2 separate regions of the Mus musculus genome follow, and region 1 is linked to region 2. Evidence: chromatin contacts called from public Hi-C data. All regions are on one chromosome and are shown on one strand. The core of a region is the stretch at or near the end of the contact, and the rest is flanking DNA. Distances in the headings are between cores, read along the strand shown. Region 1 has its middle 95 kb from the start of Gm4166. Region 2 has its middle 16 kb from the start of 4933409F18Rik.

Region 1 (7,335 bases), core at 2,240-4,739, 650 kb before region 2:
TCCAACTGGCATCTGCAATGGGAGCTCCTGGGACACACCTGACAGCACACTGGCCTTTTGCAGTCTGATGCCAGCGATGAAGCACTTCCCTACTTCTGGCCCTGTTTCCAAGCTTGTTTATTTGGACCTCTGATACTTAAATCTCTCTGCTGTCTGCTGACTCTGTGTCTGGCTTTTATCTCTAATCCTGGCTCCACTCAACTCCAACACTCCATCTTTTCTCAAGCCCTAGATTAGATTTACAATTTCCACTTGGTCATCCAATGTCTGCACTCACAGTGTTCATAGTCTGTGAGCCCACTGTATCTGACATGGGTTTCTAAGGAGTCTGCAGAACTACTTCTATGAGAAATAGCAACCCTTTCCTTTGGATGGGTTCAGGCAGCCATGCTGATCTGCCACATTCTTGTCCCACGGTCACTGGTAGGACTCTAGACCAAGCTATGCCGCGTAGATTTCTCCTTCTAAGAGATACAGTGTCTACAGAAACTCAAGAGTCTATGGACATAGGAGATGAGAGATGGTCCCAAGCTTACTGGTGGTGCGAATGATTACTGGGGGTGGGGGTGGGGTGAGGAAGAAGGAAGCAGAGAGATGAGGGTGGGTGGGAAATGGGAAGACAAGGACAAGGGATAGAAAAGGAGAGTACATGAGGGAGAGAGAGAGAGAGAGCTCAAAATGGGAAGGCTCATCAACAAAGGAGGCAGAAATCAGTGACTTCTTCAGCTGTGTCAGGCATTCTACACCTTGCCCTGGCTCCCTTGCTTTTCCTAATAAATCTTATAATTAAATCTTATTTTATAATAACTTGATCACGTTGAGTCTACCCAAAGATGCTGAGGAAGTCACTGACCCTCTCTGTCATTTCCTCCTTCTGCATTGATCCGAGTGTACAATTTCCTTCTGTTTTCTCTGTACTTTCTCCCTGAGCCAGAAATGCTTTGAGGGGAGCCCGACTCTGAATGTTCAGAAAGGCAGGTTGCTGTCTTAGCTTCTAAAGCTGCTGATTCAATAGATGCTATAAAGAGTAGGAGATTTCTCTGTGTTTTCTGGTGCTTCCCTTGAATTGTGCCTTCCTGGAAACATGAGCTGAAGTCCCAAATCTGGAACCTAAGAAATTCACCTCAACTTCAGTAGGGTCTCAGTAGAGAGGATCTCCTTCCATTTGAGCATGCCAAAGAACTGTGGGCCCTAAGACAGTGACCAGCATCAGGGCAGGCAGCCAGGGTATCTTCTCAATAGAGGTATCATGCACTAGCAAAAGCAGAAACTGTAGTGATATGCACACAAGCTGAGGAGTTCACAGGGTCTTTTATAGCCAGCAGGAGCTCAGTAGAAGCTCAGAAGCTTCTCTGAGAAAGAACGTACATGCCAACACCTTGGTTTTGGGATCTGTGGCCTCCAGCGCAGAGAAATAACTGGAATGTGCCCTCAAACTAACAAATGGCTGCTGTAGGAACCAGCTTAGGGGCCCTCCTTGTGCCTTACAGGGCAGACTAGAGAACATCTCTCTGGAGACGCTTCTCCATATCTTCATAACTCCATGCTTCCTCCAACATCCACAACTGGAAATATATCCATGGTGCCATTTCTTTTGTCACAAGAGCTAAGTAAGCCTTTTAACAAGACATTTGTAAGAGCATGTGTGCACATACGGGGTTCAGCTCTCCTGAGCTCTTGCCTGTTGTACAACTAATCTGCTTTTCTGTTGAGCCTTGGACTCAGCACTCCCCTATGAGAGCTGGAGAAAGCTAGCTGACTCCCAAATGTTCACCTTACGTTGTCTTGCCCTTCACTGCCAACCTGCAGGTGCCAGTATACCTAAATACTTCCATAAAATTCCATGTTTCAGATAGTTTTCTAACAACTTTAGCCACCTTTATGTCATTTCCACTGAGGGATAGGACAAATGTCATTACTTTTACTTCCTGGTGAGGATATCATGTAGTGAGGTCACACAAAGAACCTGTAGAAGTGGGATTTGAACCTGGGTTGGGTTTGTTTTGTTTTCTTTTGTTTTGTTTTTTCATGTACTAAAAAAAAACTAATGTCAGCTGTTTATATTCTAATCTGAACAAGAAGTTATTTTGAGATTTCTTAATATACATGTCCTCACATAATAAATAATTAGCGAGAGGGAGGATGAAAAACAGAGGGGAAGAAGAAACTGAAAAGTCTAAAAAGAAAAGAAAAAGAATAAATTTCAATAGTCTCTCAGACTGGATCAGAGTAACAACTTAGCTGACACCATTCCTGTGTCTTACAAACACATGTACACTGACAAAAGCCAATGTATTGCTGGCATATATTTTAATAGTAGGAAATACTAAAAACATACATGCACCTATCCTACCGGGTGCTTGAAGTCTGCCTGAAGAGTTCCCCATCTTTCCCACAGAGGGGCTTGTTCTAGATACAGTCTGCATAACAATTTCTGAATAATGGATAGATTTTTTACAGCCCTCAGCCCTCGTAGTACATACATTATTATTCATGTTTTCTACATTGATGTCTAATCTATTTTTTAATGACTTGCAGCCATATGCTGGTCTCAATCTGCATAAAAAATACTCCCAAAGGGAGTGACCCAGTCCAGATCTAGATCAGCATTCATTCTTTACAGGAGTCTCTCTGTTTTCTTTTTTTAAAAAAAAAGAAGTTGGCAAAAATTATAGATTACAGTTCTCTACTGAAAATGGAAGACTTACTTTTTCCAAGATTTGATTTTTCCTTTTCTTGTGTAACACTGAGGGTGTAACCCAAGTCTTTGTTCCTGCTAAGCAGCAACTATTCTGTGAACTATGTCATTCAGCTCTCCTTTTACTATTAAAGGGGGGGGGCATTTATTTTTATCTTACGTGTATGGGTGCTTTGGCTGCATATATGTCTGTGCACCACTGTGTGCCTGGTGCCTCCAGAGGCCAGAAAGCATCAGATCCCCTGGAACTACAGCTATAGGTAGTCATGAGCAATGGTACAGGGACTCAAACCTGGGTCACTCTGCAAGAGCAGCCAGCTCTCCTAACAGCTGAGCCTTCTACCCAGCCTGTCTTCTACTTTTTATTTTAAAGCAGGTCTTTGCTAAGTTGCAAAGGCTACCTTGAACTCCTGATCTTCCTTGAGATTCCCAGAGATCACAAACCTTGGGCCTGGCCCAGCTTGAACTCCTTATAAAAGTAGTAAGGGAACTCCTTTTGCAGTCAATTGTTTGAAGCAAACTTCATTCTGGAGGGGAGGGAAGTGTTTCTGCCCCTGAGCACATATACACCCTCTAAGAGTATCTCACCCTCCACTCCCACCCTGCAGGCTCCCTTGCCTGGCAAACTCCTAGAGCTTAAGGGCTGCAGTTTAAGGACTAAAGCTAGGCCCCACCCTGTGGTTTTTACAAAAGCCTGAGGGGGGGTGGGGGAGCCATCAGGAGTCCTGAATAAAGCCAACCTCCTGCAGTAATAGCTCTGAAGACCAGGGGGAGCCTAGTACGCCTGGAAGCCAAGAGATCCTCAGCCCTTCCCTCTTCTCAGCAGTTGAAGGAGGGACTGCCTGTCTTCTGGTTCCACCTTTGCCTGGACAGGTAGCTTGCTATAGGGGCTTCCAAAATCCTGCAGGCAAGAATGCAGAAAGCCAACAAGTGCAGTCTTTACACATCAGAGAGGCCTTCCTGGCCTGGTATCTTGGCAGATGTTTGTGGCTCCTTCCCCTTTAAGGGCCCAGATGTGGACGGCTGCTGACAGCAGTTCGAAACTCTATCCCCTGGAGGCCGGTTGTCGACACCACTGCTCTCTGCAAGCAGGCTCTGTGCTCCAGCTTAATTAGTGGTGTGTCATTGGGGTGGGCCAAATTTTCTACCCTGGCATTGGGGGAGGTGTAAAGTTGCAGCCACAATTGTCTGGAGATGATTCTTGGGTCCAGATTACGTGAGCCTGGGGCACAGAGGGAGGGAGGGAACAGCCTTCTGCTGGAGCAGGTTCATAAACAGGTGAAGTTGAAGCAAGGGAGAGCTGCTCCTCGACCATTTTTCAGTGAAGCTTGTTCTTTTATGATTCTCTGTCAGGCTTGATTCTGCAGCAGGATTTTACTCCTGTTTCCTCTCCATTTGCATATTTCCTAGGAGACAGACTCCCATCTAATCATGGATTAGGATTTGGAAAATCAGTATATTTTATGCTTTTAGAATGTCATTTTCTCTGTGAAAATTGAAGGTGCATCACTTGTGTGTGCTGTAAGAACTGCTGTGTTTTTTTTTTTTCTAGTGCTGTGTAAATGTAAAGATGTCATTCACACTGGAATTACAAAGTTACCTAACAGGTAGTGGATTCTAAAGTCTACAATACATGAATACTTTCTCAGAATGCATCTCTCAATATGTGACATAATGTGTGGGGGGTTTTCTCAGTAGCTCTGCATCTGCATTCCATTGAGCAGGAAAGATTAAGTGATCATACGACGCACGCGCGCGCACACACACACACACACACTTGCTTATTTGTTAGAGTAAAATCACTTAGTATCAGGCAACCTATTCATATTCTGAACCTAAAAGTTCTAATCTTATCATAGTACAATTTAAATATATTTGCATTTGTATACATAAAATAGAAAATGTATTTTTAGGTAAATGCCTTAAATGTACTTGTCCACCATTGTATATGTGTCTATGTAATACATATACATGCTCAGGTGTCCAGGTTACCCTCCTCTACCTGTGTGTGTGTGTGTGTGTGTGTGTGTGTGTGTGTGTGTGTGTGTGTGTGTGCGCGCGCACGCAGTGCCAACATGCATATGTGCACATATATACTGAGGCCAGAATCTCTTCCACAACTGCTCTCTACTTTACATGGTTTTGATTCAAGAGAACCTGGAGCTCACTGATTCAATGAAGCTGGCTGACCATTGAGCTTCAGGGCTCTGCCTCCCTAGCACTGGGATTACAGATGGGTGCCACTGTATATGGATACTTGGTAAGGAATTAAGATCATCATGTTTGCTTGTCAGATACTTTAAGGATTGAGCTATCTCCCTAGCCCTCAAGGACATTTTATGTAGAAAATAAAAAAATAAAATAAAATAAAAATTACAACCACTGCTGGCACCATCCAGAGAGAGAAGGGGACTCAAGATGTGTATCAATAATATTTAGCAGATGGGATTCTGCCAGGTTCCTAGTGCTATCGATCCAAGAGACCCTGGCTCACTAACAGAGCTTTTCTCTGTCCACTTAGAACAGTAGTCCACAGGTAGAATTACCCATCTCAATTGCAATATAAATAAGCTAAGTATAGATAAAAATAATTGTCCATCACAGAAAAAAAAAAGTGGCAAATGTATGCTTCATGCTCTAAAAACCTGTGCTGAATAGGCCACCCGGCTGAAATCCATAGGAAGGCTGTTTCCTTCCTTTCTGCAATCTGAGATCAAGATCCAGGGCCACCTGTGACTTTGTTCCTGAGTCAGGAGTGAACAAGATCTAGATATTCACTGTGGCTTAATTGGGGTCTAATTAACTCGAGTGCTCTTAGGTGAAAAGAAAAACAAATATGGGAAAAAACAGAGTCCCAATGTCCCCAGGGGCCTTGGGGATTTCCAGAGGTTCCAGGAGCCAGATGGTTGCAGCTTCTATCAGCCAATCTATCGTACACAGCTCAGACAAACACCCAGGAAAAGCCAACTATAGCTTCGGTGTACTTTGGGCCCTGACATTAGTTTGAGGGAGCAAACACTTGGGCCTACAGGGGCAGCAAGAGAGACTGGAGGAGGATTGCTTTGCTGGGCTCTAGAGATGAGTCTAGGGGGTTGCTGCTAGTTAAGCAGATTCTGCCAGCCACCCAGGGGGTCCTTGGAGGGATTCTCATTTCTGACCCCACTGTTCGGGGGCATCTGGACTGGGACGTGGTCAGCCCTTGGCTGAAGACCTCCCCCCACCCCTTTTTTTCTAACGAGGCTCCCTCTGCTGCAGCAATAATTCAAGATGAGTGGAAACCAACCCAACCCAACCATGACGTCATCCTTGCAGCAGCTCAGACCTTCCCAGGCAGGGTTCAAATTACATTCTGGAGACAGACAAGAGTGTGAAGACTAAGCAGAAACTTAAAGCTCAATTATGCTAGATGTTTGGAGATAAAGGGGCTTCCAAATTCTTCACCATCTTGCGGGTCACACCCAGAGAATCTCAGCCAATGGAAAGGGCAAGTTGGGGTTTCCAAGAAGTCCAAGGAGACCAGTATAAATTCCTGTGTGTTCTGATGTCACGTTTCAAGATATTTTAAATATCATTTTATAGTTACTGTATTTGAAACAGGGTCTTACGTAGCTCAGACTCACTTCAGTTTTGCTAAACACTTGAGAATAACCTTAAACTTCTGAATCCCCTGCTGCCTGCACCTCCCAGGGGCTGAGATAACTAAAGTGCTGCACCACGTCTACTTTGTACGGTATTTGTACCTGGGTCTTGATACACACTCAGCAAACACTAGAAGCTGAGCTACCCATTGCTTGACAACGACTCTACCTACTAGGCTACATCTTCAGCCCCTCGAGACATCGCTGAAAAAAATTTTTTTTCATTATTTAATGCTGGATTTTTATTGTCAATCTTATTGGATTAAAAATTTCTAGAGCACAGCTTTGAGGTGAGGGTGTTTCCAGAGATGCTTAACTGAGAGAACTCCCCACCTGAATTTGGGGAGCACCAATTCATTCATGTGCTGGGATCTGGGACTGTAAAAGAATGAGGAAAGGAGAAAAGAAGCTATGCACCCCTGCCTCCTTCCACTGACCTGGGAGTTCTAGCCATCAACTCTCTCCATCATCACAACAGTTCCTCCATGCCTCACCCACCAGATGAGCTGTACCTTCTTGTCTTCCCTACCATGGTGGGCTGTACCCTCATGGCTCACCCACCACATACCTACCCTCAAACACAAAATAAACCATCCCTTCCTTAAGCTGTTTCTTAAGGTATTTGGTCACAAAAACAAGAAAATAACACATTACAGAAAAATATTTGTTCTTATAGGACAGCAGTCTAATTTCCTTCTACTGCATACACCCAATGCTAAGATAGATTAGATGGCCTCCGGGGGCTTCCTCTCCCCTTTACACTTTCAATGGAGTCCACCATTTCCTGGACTTCCGTTGCTCAGGCTTGTTAGATATTGTTCATGACCACTAGAGTGAGCAGACACAGTGTGATTCCTGTGTAAAGGACAGCAACATCTGCATGAAGGCTCACAGACCAGTGGGCAGCTGGTTAAGGTTTTGTTTTGTACAATTGCCTCTTAGAAAAAAAGAAGGTTTTAATAATCTTTATGGTATAACCCTGGGAAATAGAGGTAGATA
Region 2 (6,300 bases), core at 2,554-5,053:
CAGTGTACTCTGATGAGCATCTTACATTCAGTTTCTGTCTGCAGTAAGTTTTCTGTCATACATTTTACAATACTAGTCAGGGTGGAGATGATAAAGATGCCAAGATAATCTGTCACAAGAGTTAACTAACTGCACAGAAGTTAGAGCTTAAGTGATTGACAGGGCTAAAGAGCTCACCTAAAGGATGAAGGACAGTCAGAGGTCCCCATCCCTCAGAATGCAGAGAGCTCCAGGTGACAAAGTGCAACCTGTGATGCTTAGAACTCTATTTTGAGAATTTTCCCAAACACAGATCCATACTGGCTCAATGATCAAAGATGGCTCCATTGAGCTCACCATCTCTATAAGCACCCATGGAAGGCTTTATCTTGTGCTTCCTTTTAGTATTATTATTATTGTTGTTATTATTATTATTATATTTTCTTCATTTACACTTCAAATGCTAACCCCTTTCTTAGTTTCCTCTCCGAAAGTCCCCTATACCCTCCCCTGCCTTGCTCCCCAATCTACACACTCCCGCTTCCTGGCCCTTGCATTCCCCTGTACTGGGGCATATAATCTTTGCAAGATATCTTGTTCTTCTTATTCTAATAGGCAATGCCCATTTTGTTGCTGGGACTTAGAGCTAGCTTTGTTTTTTTGTTTTTGTTTTTGTTTTTTGAACTAGAGTAACCTTGTGCATCTTTGAAGAACTGAAGACCGGAGCTGTTGTGTGACCACTGAACAAACACACTGCTACGGTATTTGAATCAGGAAGAGAGTGGATTGGAAAACTTTCAAGTCAGCTGACACATTCCTCCTACACCCTCTTTCTATTATGATATTCGAGCATGGAGCAGGGCTAAGAATTAAAATTTCAAACATTCCCCTTCTATTTTACATATAGAATGAGAGTCACCCAACAGATTATACTAAAGTTCCTAGAGGCTCTTTGAAAGACCAATCAAAGAAAACACATGGTGGTACTTGTGGCTCTAGCTGTATATGTAGCAGAGGATGGCCTAGTCACTCATCAATGGGACGGGAGTCCCTTGGTCCTGTGAAGGCTCTATGCCCCAGTACAGGGGAATCCCAGGACCAGGAATGGGAGTGGGTAGGTTGGAGAGCAGGGGGTCGGAGGAGGGGATAGGGGATTTTCAGAGGGGAAACTAGGAAAGGGAATAACATTTGAAATGTAAATAAAGAAAATATCTAATGAAAGAAAGAAAGAAAGAAAGAAAGAAAGAAAGAAAGAAAGAAAGAAAGAAAGAAAGAAAGAAAGAAAGAAAGAAAGAAAGAAAGAAAGAAAGAAAGAAAGAAAAAGAAAGAGAGAGGGGACAGAGAGAGGGAGGGAGAGAGAAGAGAGAGAGAGGGAGGGAGAGAGAAGAGAGAGAGAGGGAGGGAAGGAGAGAGAAGAGAGGGAGGGAGGGAGGGAGGGAGGGAGGGAGGGAGAGAGAGAGAGAAAGAAAGAAAGAAAGAAAGAAAGAAAGAAAGAAAGAAAGAAAGAAAGAAAGAAAGAAAGAAAGAAAGAAAGAAAGAAAGAAAGAAAGAAGGAAGGAAGGAAGGAAGGAAGGAAGGAAGGAAGGAAGGAAGGAAAGAAGGAAAGAAAGGCCTCTCTGCCATTCCGGTTAAAAGTTTCATTCTAATGAATGGGGGAAGGTTGGTAAGAACCCAAGGGTTTAGGCAATGTTCTCCTTTTGATTTCTCCCCAATACGCTCCTCTGTTATCTTTTCTGTTTCAGATTGTCAAGGTTACCTTTTAGAACTGGAAAATAACAGTGGATCACAAAGACAATATAAATGAGCAATAATCTTATCACCATGTATTAATTTCTTTTGATTCACCAAGTTAACCCAAGCTGTGAATATATTTCACTTCAATTATATTATTAGTATTATCCATTCATCTATGTATGGCTTGAAAACACCAATGTAGTTAATTATATTTATCTCTTGTTCTAAAGACCATTTTCTATGTGTCGTGGTATCCTATGAAGAGGAAGCCTTTGGTCAAAGGGTCAGTGGAGATGTGTCCTGCTTGGGTTGGACAGTCTGACCAAGCCAAGCCAAGGCAGCAGGTCTCGGTGTAGGCTGGAAGTTGAGCCGAATGATCTGATCACTGATCCCAAACATCTATCAGATGAGAAGCAGCACCAGGGAGGGGCTTGTGAGTACATCTGGGAGGACACGGAGTTTATAGAACCACCAGAGAGGGTCTCATCCATAAGTTCCCTGAGACTCTAGGCCAGAGGAGTGGAGGGAGCCAAGCATCTTAGGGGTACAGTTCTGAAGGGGAGGGAATCTGAGAGTAGGATGCAGAGGACAGCCTCAGTCTCAGATCTGTTCCCCCTGACTAAGACTTGCTCCATAATGCAAATAACACACATGAAACCATGTGTGTGCATATTGGATGTAGAAGTAGAGGTGATGCTGTATAGGGAAACAAGGGGGGAACTAATGGGAGTGAGAAATGTGAAGATAGAAAGGGTAGGGGTAGGGGGCATGCTCAGAGTACCTAATATTTGTGTAAAAGCAACTTTATGAAACTGTGCATGATGAATATATGCCAATTACAGAATTATTTTTTAAGAGGATTTTGTGGTTTCATATGTCCAGGACTGTCCTACTTTCAGGACTATTCTGTAAATTAAGTGATACTGCTCTTAAAATGAAGATAAAGAGACCTGAGGCACAGAAACACCATGAACATTTCTCATAGATGATGAAGGAAACACATGAGCAAGGTGGTTTCCCTAACCCAACCTTTCCAGGTAAATATGTCTTCCTGAGATCTCACACAACAGTGCTGACTGCTCTTTGACCTTGACATTGGTGCTCACATTCCTCACTCCGTGAAAATACAACAGAAACCCAAGCTTTGCCTCTCTCATCTCCTTCATATGAAAAGCAGTTTCCATCAGACTATGGCCAACAAGCCTTCTACAAAGCATATAGTGGCACAAAGCGCAGGCAATTAGTGGGGACCAGAGACGTCCTCTAAGGAACACTGCCTTTAACCTTCTCATTTATAATGTCTGAGACTGAGAAGGATTAGGGAAGGCCAGAACAGAAGTGAACCAGTACCACTGTTATAGCTTCAATACACAGGCTCTCCCACAGATTCATTTGCTTAAAGCTGTAGCCAAGTTAATGGCCCTGCTTTTTTGAAGGTGATGGAAACTTTAGGAGGTGGGGCATAGCCAATAGAAAGAGGTCACTGAGGACTAGTGCCTTTCCCACACAATGATGTGAACTGCTCTCCCAACCATCATGATAGAGGGACACCTCCCAAAGCAGGAAGCCAGAATAAATAATTCCTCCCATTGAGTTGTTTTTCCCAGGAGTTCCATACAGTATCACCAAGCCTCACTAATTATCCCCCTTGGTTGGCTCTGCTTGGTGACCCAATGACACTTCTCACACCACTCACATTTTCTGACATGCAGAATGCAGCCACTGACAATCACCAGCGTTCTTTGCTCTTTTAATGTAATTGATGTAATAGCCTTTGAAATTCAGCAGAGCCACTGTCACCAAATTCTCCCAGGAGACAGACAATTCTCAGCCACAATTACTAGAAGAACATTTTTTCCTTCTATGGTTTTCTGTTGGAGATTTAAGTTGGTTAAGCCCCAGACTACACCAGCTCCTAACCTGTATTTCTGCCAGTCTCTAGGAATAGCTCTCCACTTTTGGAGTACTTGTTGTTATTTATTATTCATTTGCTCATCAGCACATCACAAATGAGCATGCCCAGGAGGGCAAGAGATTGATGGCCAGCCTCCATTAGTTTTCGAGAACAAAGGTCCCTAGACCACGAGGGTAGTTCCATCGGTTTCTGCATCACATATCTGCATTACCCCCTCCCTGCATCACTTCATCCCTGCACCATGCTGGAAGCATGACCTCCTGCATCAGAGGTACTTCTCTCACTGATCCACAATTCTAGTAGAAAATGGCAATGCTGAGAAATCCACACACTGATCCAAGAAGATTGTGAACAGCACCATGGAATAATGTATAAAACATAGTTTAAAAGTATCTTTGGGGATTGTGAGGGTTTTTCCCAACAGAATGAATACATATCAAAAGGGGATTTATTACAGTGGCTTACATGATAATGTCTGTGTAGTGCAACTATGACTACATGTACACTGCAGAAGTTCAGAACCCAGTAGTGTCCAGTCCATAGAGCTGTATGCCTCACAGGCTCTACCTGACACTGATGCTTTTGAGGGTTACTCGTCCTCAAATCCTTGTGGACCCCAAAGAAACTCAATGTGGATGTCTGCAAAGGAATTCAGCAGGAGTAGTAGTGACTGAAATACCAGCAACACAGAGGAGGCATTTACTAGCAAGAGATGAAGCAAGCAAGCAAAAAGCAATCACTTTTTTCTTGGGCCTCCTTCTTTCCAGACCATTGCTGGAATATGCTGCCCACTGTGGGTTGCCCTACCTCAACCAATCTTTTCAGGAAGAACCACCCTGAAGAGTATCTCATAGTTGATTACAGATCACACTTATAGAGACTACCCAACTCACCATAAAGCTTCCCAAAAATCACTTCCTAGTGAGAAAGATAGATAAACAGGCTGAGACATTAAAAATACTCATAACAATTTGAAGGTTTTTCTATATCCCTTTTAAACAATAAAGATGGATAGGTTGTTCAAACTCTATTTCTTATCAAGATAAAGATGGTTAAGTGTACTACATAAAACGAATGAGACAACTGAATGTTGGAGTCTAAAAGAACTTCTATTTCTAAAACATCCTTTTTAGGGTTATTTTTCTTTTATGTTTATGAGTATTGTGCTTTCCTGCGTGACTGTGCACTACATGTGTGCATGGTGTTCAGAAGGATTTGGGTCCCCCGGAACTGGAAATGAGGGTGCTTGTGAGCCACATGTGGGTGCTGGGAACCAAACTCAGATCCTTTTCAAGAGCGGCAAGTGCACTTCGCTATTGAGCAGCGCTATCTCCAGCCCCTCTTCTAACCGTGTTGCAGGGAAGTATAGGCGAAAGAGAACAAGCCCATTCTAGCTACTCTACAGATTATAATTTTCACCCGTATCATGAATAAGTCTTGAATAAAATCACATAGCCCTTAAGTGAGCAAATTATCAATTGATCCATAAATATGAAATAGTTTTCATTCTCTTTGTAAAGTGATATCTGACTAAAGTCTGCGTGGTGTGACCAGTTTCTGTCTGTCAGGGCTTTTATGACTTGTCAATCATATCTCCGTTACTTACTTTTGCAAGTGTAGAAAAAAGAAATCTCATATTTTGTCTTATGTAGTTGTTACTCATTCTGTGGGTTTAGCTTATCACACTACCAGGTGTGGCTTAAAAAGGTCTCCATGCTGTATGCTGCCTGCACAATGGTAAAGGAAGAGAGAAGTGCCACCAGCAGGGGCAATGGCAGTGGCAGCATCAGCAATGCCAGCAACAGAGCAGAGGCACTTACCAGCAAGACGTGAAGAAAGCAAGCAAACATGCATATTCACCCATGATTCCAGGCATAGGTTTATAATAATTCAGTCCAATTGAATTCCTTTCGACAGCACTCAATGTAATATACAGCTGTTTGTAAATTAATGACCTAGAGACCCCATAATGTAAATATCCCTGTTTCTTAAAACAGACAAAATTATGTTATATAGTATTATAATTTATAATATATTATATAAGTATACTAATATATTAATAATATATAGCATATTCATATAATTTTAATTTATATAATAATATATAAATGATATATTACACTTATTTATTTATAAGTATAAAGTATTATAATTTAAAGTACTACATTATAGCTATTTTTGTTTATTAAAGGGAAAAGTACAGATGTTAAATATAATATTCTGTACACAAGTTATTAGCAATGTCACTTTAATCAGAAATTTTCACTCTCTACATTGTTTACCACCTATAGTAGATAAATTTGGAGTTCTATGGCCCCTGTCAAAGACATGGATGTATACAGTAGGCTATGTGCTGGGCACAGTGAAAGCAGGCAAAGCCATCACCAGTTCATTTCTTAGGGACGCATTCACTCTCAACATGGCTTCACTTCAGAATCCCAGAAAGATCTTCACATACAGCTTCAAGAGTCACATCTCAGACATCCCAGCTGAAATTTTGACAGTAAAACAAGATATTGGAATGTCTTACAACTCTTGACTTGACTCTGTCATATATGGACAGAACTGAAAAATACTATAAATTCATTGTGGGAATGAATTTCCTGCCAGACTAAACTAAAATTTACTTAACAACCAAGTTACAGGTTATTCACCACCATTTCTCCTTTCAT

Evidence for each region. Hi-C and Micro-C count contacts between places; a contact is called where the count stands out from the background.
Region 1: a contact with region 2 is called in a Hi-C map of the N1E-115 cell line, with 2.6 times the contacts expected there. The contact joins two enhancer-like sites. A contact is called at or near these places in 1 of 484 Hi-C or Micro-C datasets (the N1E-115 cell line) and 2 of 115 datasets of contacts at active chromatin or transcription factors (differentiating embryonic stem cells and embryonic stem cells).

Annotation. Positions count from the first base shown.
Region 1 is chr12:27,499,350-27,506,684 of GRCm38.p6, reverse strand. No RefSeq gene overlaps it. Among named protein-coding and RNA genes, the nearest start is that of Gm4166, 95 kb to the left of the region's middle. Within about 2 kb of position 3,489, at least 33 of the 459 cell types and tissues checked have an H3K27ac peak or open chromatin away from gene starts, as enhancers often do. A contact at or near this core is called in the N1E-115 cell line, where this site is marked.
Region 2 is chr12:26,847,279-26,853,578 of GRCm38.p6, reverse strand. No RefSeq gene overlaps it. Among named protein-coding and RNA genes, the nearest start is that of 4933409F18Rik, 16 kb to the right of the region's middle. Within about 2 kb of position 3,803, at least 4 of the 459 cell types and tissues checked have an H3K27ac peak or open chromatin away from gene starts, as enhancers often do. A contact at or near this core is called in the N1E-115 cell line, where this site is marked.